Regions from separate parts of the Sus scrofa genome. Here region 2 is linked to region 1. A link is a contact called in public Hi-C data. All regions are on one chromosome and are shown on one strand. The core of a region is the stretch at or near the end of the contact, and the rest is flanking DNA. Distances in the headings are between cores, read along the strand shown. Region 1 holds the start of TCF12 (transcription factor 12). Region 2 has its middle 70 kb from the start of TCF12.

Region 1 (4,088 bases), core at 670-3,169:
AGTATTCATTTTTAATGTACATATAGGCATTTACTTCTTACAGGTACATATATACGTATACAAATATATATATATATGGTTATCTAAAGAGCTGGAAATTCTAGCCCTTTACTAGCTTTCTTGCAACTGACATCTTTCAGGTACCATAAACTATAGCACATCTTAGTAAGGCAAATTGATTAGGAATGCTGAAAAAAAATTTTTTTTTCTTTTTTCAAATTTTTTTTTCAAAATCCCTAATAATCATCAGGGTCAGAGGGTGACTCAACCAAAGCTCATGATTAACGTTGTTCTCCTTTTAACTGGTTAAATCAAATGACCCCTCTGGCATTTAAAGTTTTAAATCTGCAAGTCTAGACATTACATCAAAGTTCAGGTGTCCAACTTGGGGGAGCTGGACTCCAGCCCTGAGAACTACTGCTCAAAGCAGATGGAGTTAATGCTGCCTAGCCGCTCTCCCCCCCTTTCTTTTTCTGTAAACCTCAGCAGAACCCCAAGATGCCACGGAAAGCTCTCATACCGCACTGAAGTCCAGCAGGTCGCTCAGCTCCTTGTCGGTCCCTATAGCGGCCATGCGCTGCTGTTGGGGATTCATCTTGGGCCACTTCTAGTAGGTCCTAAGGCAGAGGAAAAAGGCTCAGCAAGAGAGCACCGAGGCCCAAAGTGTTTACGGGGATGGACAGGGGCGTAGGAGAAGAAGAAAAGCACCGGGCTAATACCCTTCTCATTCCCCACCACTGTAAGAGCAGGGGGCAGAAGAGCCCGGCGTCCGCGCCCGGTCCGTGATTCCACGCGTTTCCTGGCGCGGCCCGGGAGCGACGCTGCGGTTCCCGCAACTCGCCGCCTCTCCCGCAAGTTTCCAAGCCCGTCCCTGCCCCCTCCCCGGCGCCCCCCACCCCGCTCCACCGCCGGGTGCCGGGCGCGCGGGGCCTGGCCGGGGCGGGGGTCTCGAGGGGCGGGGTGAGGGGCGAATGGGCATCCAGCGAGCCGAGCGGCGGCGAGGGGAGCAGCGAAGTGACTCACTGGATCCGCAACAATAGAACTGACAAGTTGCACGGAATGCGCCGCTCGAAGGCCCGCGTTTGCGGCCGCCGCCGCCCGGACGTCCCCGGCGGGCCCAGGGGGTCGGAAAGCACCCCCGGCGCATCGGAGGAGCGTTTTTAAAAAGAAAACAGAAACACCGACAACTAGTCTCGCTCTCGGCCGGCGTCCTCCTCCCCCGGCTCGGCCTCCTCCCACTTTTGCTGCCCTGCCCGCGGCCGGCCGGCCCCGGACCTGCCTAACAATGAGCCTGGCTCGGCAGCCGAAGAGCCCGCTCTTGCGCGCGCCCCGGAGCCCAGCCGAGCGGGGCGCGCAGGCCGAGCGCGCCGCCCGCGGGCCTGGCCGTCCGCGACTCTCGCCTCCGCCCCCACTCCACTCCCCAACTTGCAGAGGACCCGGGGCTCGCCTCTGTACAAAGGGGCGCGGAGTTGCGGCGCGGGCCGGGGGCGCCTCCGCTCTGGCAGGGACGCGGCGGCGCCCCGCAGCCCCCATCCCCGCCACGGCGTCCCCCTCCCGTTCGCCGGCCCGTAATTACCTGCCGCCCCGTCTCCGCATCCAACCACCCCGATTAAAGTTCACTTTGGCCAGGAGTGCGGGCTCGGGCTTCCCCTCGCACCGCCCGGCGATTCGGCTCACTTTGCCCCGCGCAAGCTCTCGGATCCGGGCGGGGGAGGCGGCTCTCGGGCCTGGCCGCCCCTTCCTACCGGGGCGGGCTGACGGTCCCCCCGAATAGAACTTGTGGGTCTCCTCAGGCGGACATTTTTTTCGCTGAGGCGGCCTCAGCACCACGCTCGGCTCGGCTTCGGATCCCTCCGCGCCGGGAAGAGCCCCGGGTTAACCCCTTCGTCCCCGATCCGCTCCCGCCGCCTGCGCCGAGGAAGTGGGGCCAGCGAGGGGGCGGGGAGGAGCCGGCGGGAACGGGGAGGGGCCGCCGCGCAGCCTGTGGACAAAGCCCGCGGTGGGGTGAGGCGGGCCGGAGTCGGAGCTGGCGCCGGCGGGGAGGGGCCGGAGGTAAGCGCAGGCACCCCGCGAGGCAGGGCCGGGCAGCCTGTGGAGAATGCCTGGTCTGGGCCCGTGGAGACGGGCTTCGGGCACTGTGGCGCCTCCCCCGGCTTGTCCTGCTCCTGCTTCCCGCCCCGAAGCGAAGCGGCGGAGACGCAACAGCAGTCGCATCTGGATCCGCTGCCCAGGCCACCTAGCCCGAGGCCGCAGAGCCCTGAGATGTTGCAGTTCCCGAGCGAGCCGCGCTGGACGCCGGACGCCGCGCTCGGCCTGGCCTGGAGCCTCAGGCCCCGGGAGGCTGCTGAGTACTCGAGCGGAAGAGGCATGCTTGAAGAAGGGAGACCGGCCACCTCGATCGGCTCTTGGAGCAGGTACGGTGGTCAAATTCGTTGCTGAGCGGAATGCAGAAGAGGCGAAATCTCCCTCAAACCACGCCAAGCAACGTGGCCTTCAGGTTCCCAAACATTACACTCACTCAGGTCCTCACGTCTACAATCACCTCTTGCCATCTGAATCCCATTTGAGGCCACCGAGTTGCACAGCAGGATGTGGTCTCGGAAATGGATGGGATCAGTCCCTTCATTTAACGGCCCAGGGAGTTTCTATACCATAGCCACTGCCTTGCAAGTTCTGAATTTGACCTGAAGAAGCCCCAAACGGAGGAAAGAAGACAACTAAACCTCAATTTCTTCCTATCAGGATATCAAAGGTTTTCTCCGACTCAGCAACTACAGTGAAAACCAGTGAGACCCAAGCCAAAGAAACACTGTGAGGAAAGAAGACAAATCAAAAGAAACAAATTGAAGGATGCAGTCAGTCCTTTAAGGACAACAACCTGGCAAGAAGGAGTTATCGGAGCTCAGATGTGCATAGAAACAAGGAGCTAGATCCAACTGCGAATATGCAAGTTCTGTGCTTTATTACAACCCGAGTTATCCAGCGGAAGAAGGCAGTTGTAGCTTGGGGATAAGGGTTTCCATGACGTTGTCAACATCTACTCCCGGTATCTTGTGCCAGATCCGGTGCTAGGCTCCCCTGTATCCACTCCCCCTTATCTAGGTAAACACCCAGCCCCCTTCTTGGTGTCACATCCATGGCCTGGCTGCTTACTGGAGAATGTGGTGCCAGCAGAAGTAAATTAGGAAAACTCCAACCTAAATAAATCAGCATAGTCCCATTCCCTGCTGCAGTTGTTGGTTGGCAATGTACTTGACACAATTTGGGCCAGTGCTGAAGCTTTAGGGAAAGTTTTTGATTGTTGGCTTTATGTTGCAAGAGCGCTTCAGAGCAACCTCCTTCTTCTGTATGTACTCAAGAAATCCAGGAGCAAAAACAACCAAAAAATGTGAAGGAATATCACCAGCATATTGTATGGAAAAACAAAAATCAAGAAAGCCATCTTCCAACCACCAGGTCCAGCCAGGTTAAAATAAAGCAGACATGGAGAAAGCATAGACAGAAAAAGATATGATCTTTAGTGATGTTTTTGAGTCTATGATCAAACAGCTTTTGAACCCAGATCTCCCTTTATTGATTGAATCAACAGGATTAGAGTTTTGTTCTATTTGTATACTAATGTGTTATAAGGGATATAGGCCCAATAGCCATTTTTTGTAGCAAACACCTAAATATCAAGATTGGAAGTCTGACTAAAATTTTTAAGGCCCCATCCAATTGTAAGATTCTATGGCTAAGTGGTAAAACTGAAGAGAAATATTGAGGAAAGGAGAAACCATGTAATCATATCTTAAGGGTTTATGCTGTTTTCAAGAGAAAAAGCCAGTTTCTTCTCATCCTTCTACAACTAATTTAGAGGAAGAAATCAATGTCTGTCCAAAACTTCAGTCACGGGGCTCCCTCCTTTGAAGTTCTTCATATCTATTATGGCCCATAATGTTTTATACTTCATTTTCCTCATTAGAGTAAATACTCCTTGAGGACTAGGATTGCCATGCATTTGCCTGTACAGTGCACCTAGCATAGTACTGAGTGTATCATACACTCTCAAAAAAGGAAGGCTGGAATTTAATCTGTCAGTCATTTGA
Region 2 (4,187 bases), core at 140-2,639, 69 kb after region 1:
TAGGTTGTGCTGTCTTTTGTACCTATTTTTAGATTCTGGGTGCTGATGATTTGCTCTAATGTCTGCATTCCCTTTCTGAACTCTTAGCACCTGGAAGGCAGCCCATGCCTTACTTATTTTGGAATCCTGAATGCCTGGTAAGAGTGCCTGGCATTCAGCAGGTCCTCCATAAAATTGTGTTGAAACTAATTGGGTTGCATTGAACTGAGTAGGAATGTAGAGAAGACTTGAGATAGCTGAAGATCTTAGGGTTTTATGTCAAATGTTAAAAGGGGGAAAAAATCTTAGAAAAGGGGAAGATGGCAGGAGCAGTATCCTAGAGGTGAGAATGACCCTGGCAAAAGATGGCGATTGTGGATGTTCATATCTTACTGGAATGGAGGTTGTATAGTGGGAAATGTTGGGAAATAAGGTCAGAAAGGCCAGGTAGGGCCATGTTATGGAAGACTTTGAAGGTCAAACAAAGGGTGTGAAATATGATGCAGTAAGTGCTACAATTCAAGAAAAGAAAAATTTAGAAATATCCCAATAATCTGTATGCAAAATGAGCTTATCGCTTCTGTTTTTCTCTATTTTGGAACTTATCACATTGTTACTATTGATGTATCATTGGTCCCAGTTGATCTTCAGTCAGCTGAACATAATAGAGTTGTAGTTTGAAGAGTGTGATGTGTTGGAAGTCAGAAGCCCTGGAGTTGAATTTCTGCTCTGGACTAATTTGTTACCTGATATGGTAAATTCGCTTTACTGCTCTGATCCCTAGTGCTTTTATCTGTAAAATGAAGGCCGAAGGTGGGTGACATGATTCATGAGGTCCCGTTGATCTTTAGGAGTCTATATGTAGCAAGATAAGTAATTCTTAGCTAATTTATTCATCTATCTCTGCATCTTAGTTTTGTTTATTTATTTACTTACCTGTTTTCTAGGTATCAGAGTTGCTTTATTAGACTGGTCTCTGACAGTCCCATAATCTGCTCTGCTGAGTCCAGCCTCTGAGGTCTTGACCCTCTTATTACACCTATAAAGCCCTTCCCAACCTCCACCCTTCCCTAAAAACCCAGCTCCAGTCCAACATCTTTCTTAAAGCTTTTCCTAACTTCTCCAGTTCTCTGATATTTACCCCTTGCTTTTGATGTTTAATGATATTTTGTCTTGAGTTAGTCTTCATCTGTTATATATTGACTTCTTTGTCCAATTAGTTTGTAAGATTAAAATAAGGAACTATTATATACAATATTTGTTAATCTCCCCAACCCAGGTGCACTTCAGGTCAAAGCTAGGCACAAAAATAGTTATTTAATAAAGTTCTTGAATATTGAACTGAGTGAAGTACAGGAATATTACTAAAAATAGAAAAAAAAAAGAGCATCAAAAGTACACCTATAGGGCTTGAAATTGAAGTAATGTAGCACATTCATGGTTTTGTAGATGGTATTTTGTATCCAGCAAAAGACTGTTTTAAGACAGGGTGATCTGTAAAGTTTCTGGTCTGTGGGCTTGTCTTGAATTCAAGAGCGGGCGATGTTAGGGCCTAGAGATATTCTAGCCAACTCAAGGAAAAGAGAAAACAGAGAACTGTTTACTGAGTGACTTTGCTGTTGGACATGTCCCAACTGCAGCTTGAGAACATCGGGCAGAGTTACCACCCTGCTGCCACAACCTCTGCCAACTTGGATAAGAAGCAGTGAAGTTGACCTGTCTTTTGGCTCTGAAACAAGGCGAGGGAGCGTACCAGCAGGCATGGGAAGGAAGAAGTTGTGAAATGAAAAGACTTGAAAAAGAGATGACTGACTGATCCTCTTTCCTCTTTCTTCCTATTACCCTGAGTCTCTCTTCTGCCTCTGTGACACCTGTAAAGTGGTATAAACCAGATCCTCGCACCTTACACTAACCCTAGGGGTCTGGCTTGAGGCAGCGGAAGGCAGCATGAATCAGTTATTTTGGATTGTTTTGCTTCCTAGAGTGGTCCTACTTGGAAAGGTTTGAAAATCACTACTCAGGTAATTAGCCTTTAAACAACCTAATGCTTTTAAAACTCTGCAAAATATAGGAGGAAAGATCACTATTTAAAGTAGTGGAATTCTAGATCTGGAAGTATCAGGGCTCTCTTGATTGTAAATTAGCCCTTGGAAATAAAACATCTGAGGTTAGGAACTCCAAATCCCACTTTGGTCTCAGATTGCCCCAGGCCGTCTCTGGTAAGAAAGTCTAGAAACTATGGATTCATTATACGTCACTCCCACCCCCACCTTTCTGACATACCCCAAAGCTGTTAGTGTTTATAACAGATGAACTCAGCATTGCGTTGATTTGTCTTAGTGTGTGCGGAAAATTAGGAATAACTCCCATGTGTCATCAACTATTTAGTCAGCACTCGATTCCTTAGCAGGGGAAATGGTAAGATTTATTAGGGAAAGTATCTGTCATCCCATATAAATAGATGCACAGTTAAAGCAGATGCAGAAGGCAGGGCGTGTATTTCTGGGTGACTGATCATAAGGAACTTATTATCAAGAACTCTTTGGAAAATCAGTCATTTGGGAAGGTGGCAAACATAAGGATACACTTACATTTTTATGCAAAATGGTCCTTAAAACAGTAATTTTGACTTTAAGTACATTATTGGGGTAGAAATCTTTGTAATTACAATTTTTTTTTTTTTTGCTTTAACTTTTTACTTTTGAGAAAATACATGCAAGTGGTACAAGCGGTCCAATAGTAGAAAAAGGCACATAAAGTAGGTCTCTTTCCCACTGCTAAACCCAGTCCCCTGTCTGCTCCCCCAACAGGCCCCCATTGTCAGTTTATTTGTATCATTCAGAAATATTAATCATAAACATGCTGATTTTCCCTTTTAGTTTTTACACACATGGCAATCCACTCTCCATATTCTTCCCCATCTTGCTTTTTTCCTTAACAATATACTCTGGAAATTATTTCTTATCAGACTGCACATTTGGGCCAGGCCCATTGTTTTTAACAGATGTAACCAATGTTGACATCTTGCCATAATGTCTTCAGGGTTTTTGTTTTGTTTCAACATGATAGATATACTTTAACCACACCCCCAACTGCCCAATTCCATTGCTCTCTGCCCAAAAGTAAGCACTATCCTGAAATTAACATGTATCCTTTCTGCCTGGTTTTTATATATTTAGTGCATATGTATTTAGTATTTCATTCTGTGACTATGGCACCATTTATTTATTTGCAATTCTATTATTGAAATTTAGATTGTTTCCAGTTTTTCTTTACTGTTAAAAGCAATGGTACAGGCAATGGTACAGGCTAACATTCTATTTCATATCTCCTTGGGCACATGTATGTGAATTTTTGAGGATATATTTTTATAAAAGGAATTGCTAGGTCATAGGCTATGTGCTCACCAACTTCATTTGATATTGTAACATTGCTCTCCCACATAGTTTTTACAATACAATATTCACAGCAACCATATTTAACAGTACCCCCCCTTTTTTCACACATTCTCACCAACACTTGGGGTTCTCAGACTTCTCAGATATTGCCAGCCTGATAAGTGAGAAGTAGTACATCATTATGGTTTCAATTTGCATTTGTTACTGAAAGTATCTTTTTTTATGTTTTGGCTATTTAGCTCCCTTAATAATTAATTATTGAAATCTTCGACAATTTTTCTATCACATTCCTTGTTTTTCCTTGTTGATTGATAGGTATCTTTTTTTATATTCTGGAGAGTAATACCCAGTAATATATATTATAATAAACTTCTTCCAGTCTGTGGCTTGAGTTTTTCCTGTTTACGGTATCTAATGATGTCTAATAGAATTTTTATATTTTAATGTATTCAAATTCTCATTGTTTTCATTTGTGCTTTGGTATTTTGCTTAAGGAATGTGAATAAATGTAATGAAGACATTCTCCTATACTTTCTTTTTAACTTTCAAGATTTCCTCCATCCAGCCAACAAGCGCATGAAAAAAATGCTCAACATCCCTGATTATTAGAGAAATGCAAATCAAAACTACCAGGAGATACCACCTCACACCAGTCAGAATGGCCATCATTAATAAGTCCACAAATAGCAAATGCCGGGGGCGGTGTGGAGAAAAGGGAACCCTCCTGCACTGTTGGTGGGAATGTAAGCTGGTACAACCACTATGGAGAACAGTATGGAGGTGCCTTAGAAAACTATACATAGAACTACC

Evidence for each region. Hi-C and Micro-C count contacts between places; a contact is called where the count stands out from the background.
Region 2: a Hi-C map of skeletal muscle shows a contact between it and region 1, with 4 times the contacts expected there. The contact joins the enhancer-like site here to the promoter of TCF12 in region 1. A contact is called at or near these places in 5 of 47 Hi-C or Micro-C datasets (embryonic fibroblasts, heart right ventricle, skeletal muscle and 1 more).

What each region holds. Positions count from the first base shown.
Region 1 is chr1:115,054,444-115,058,531 of Sscrofa11.1, forward strand. It overlaps TCF12 (transcription factor 12), which reads right to left and starts at 1,920. Exons shown (of 21, transcript XM_021094696.1): 1 at 1,577-1,920; 2 at 521-617. The coding sequence starts at 595.
Region 2 is chr1:115,123,787-115,127,973 of Sscrofa11.1, forward strand. No RefSeq gene overlaps it. Among named protein-coding and RNA genes, the nearest start is that of TCF12, 70 kb to the left of the region's middle. Within about 2 kb of position 1,390, at least 7 of the 83 cell types and tissues checked have an H3K27ac peak or open chromatin away from gene starts, as enhancers often do. A contact at or near this core is called in skeletal muscle, where this site is marked.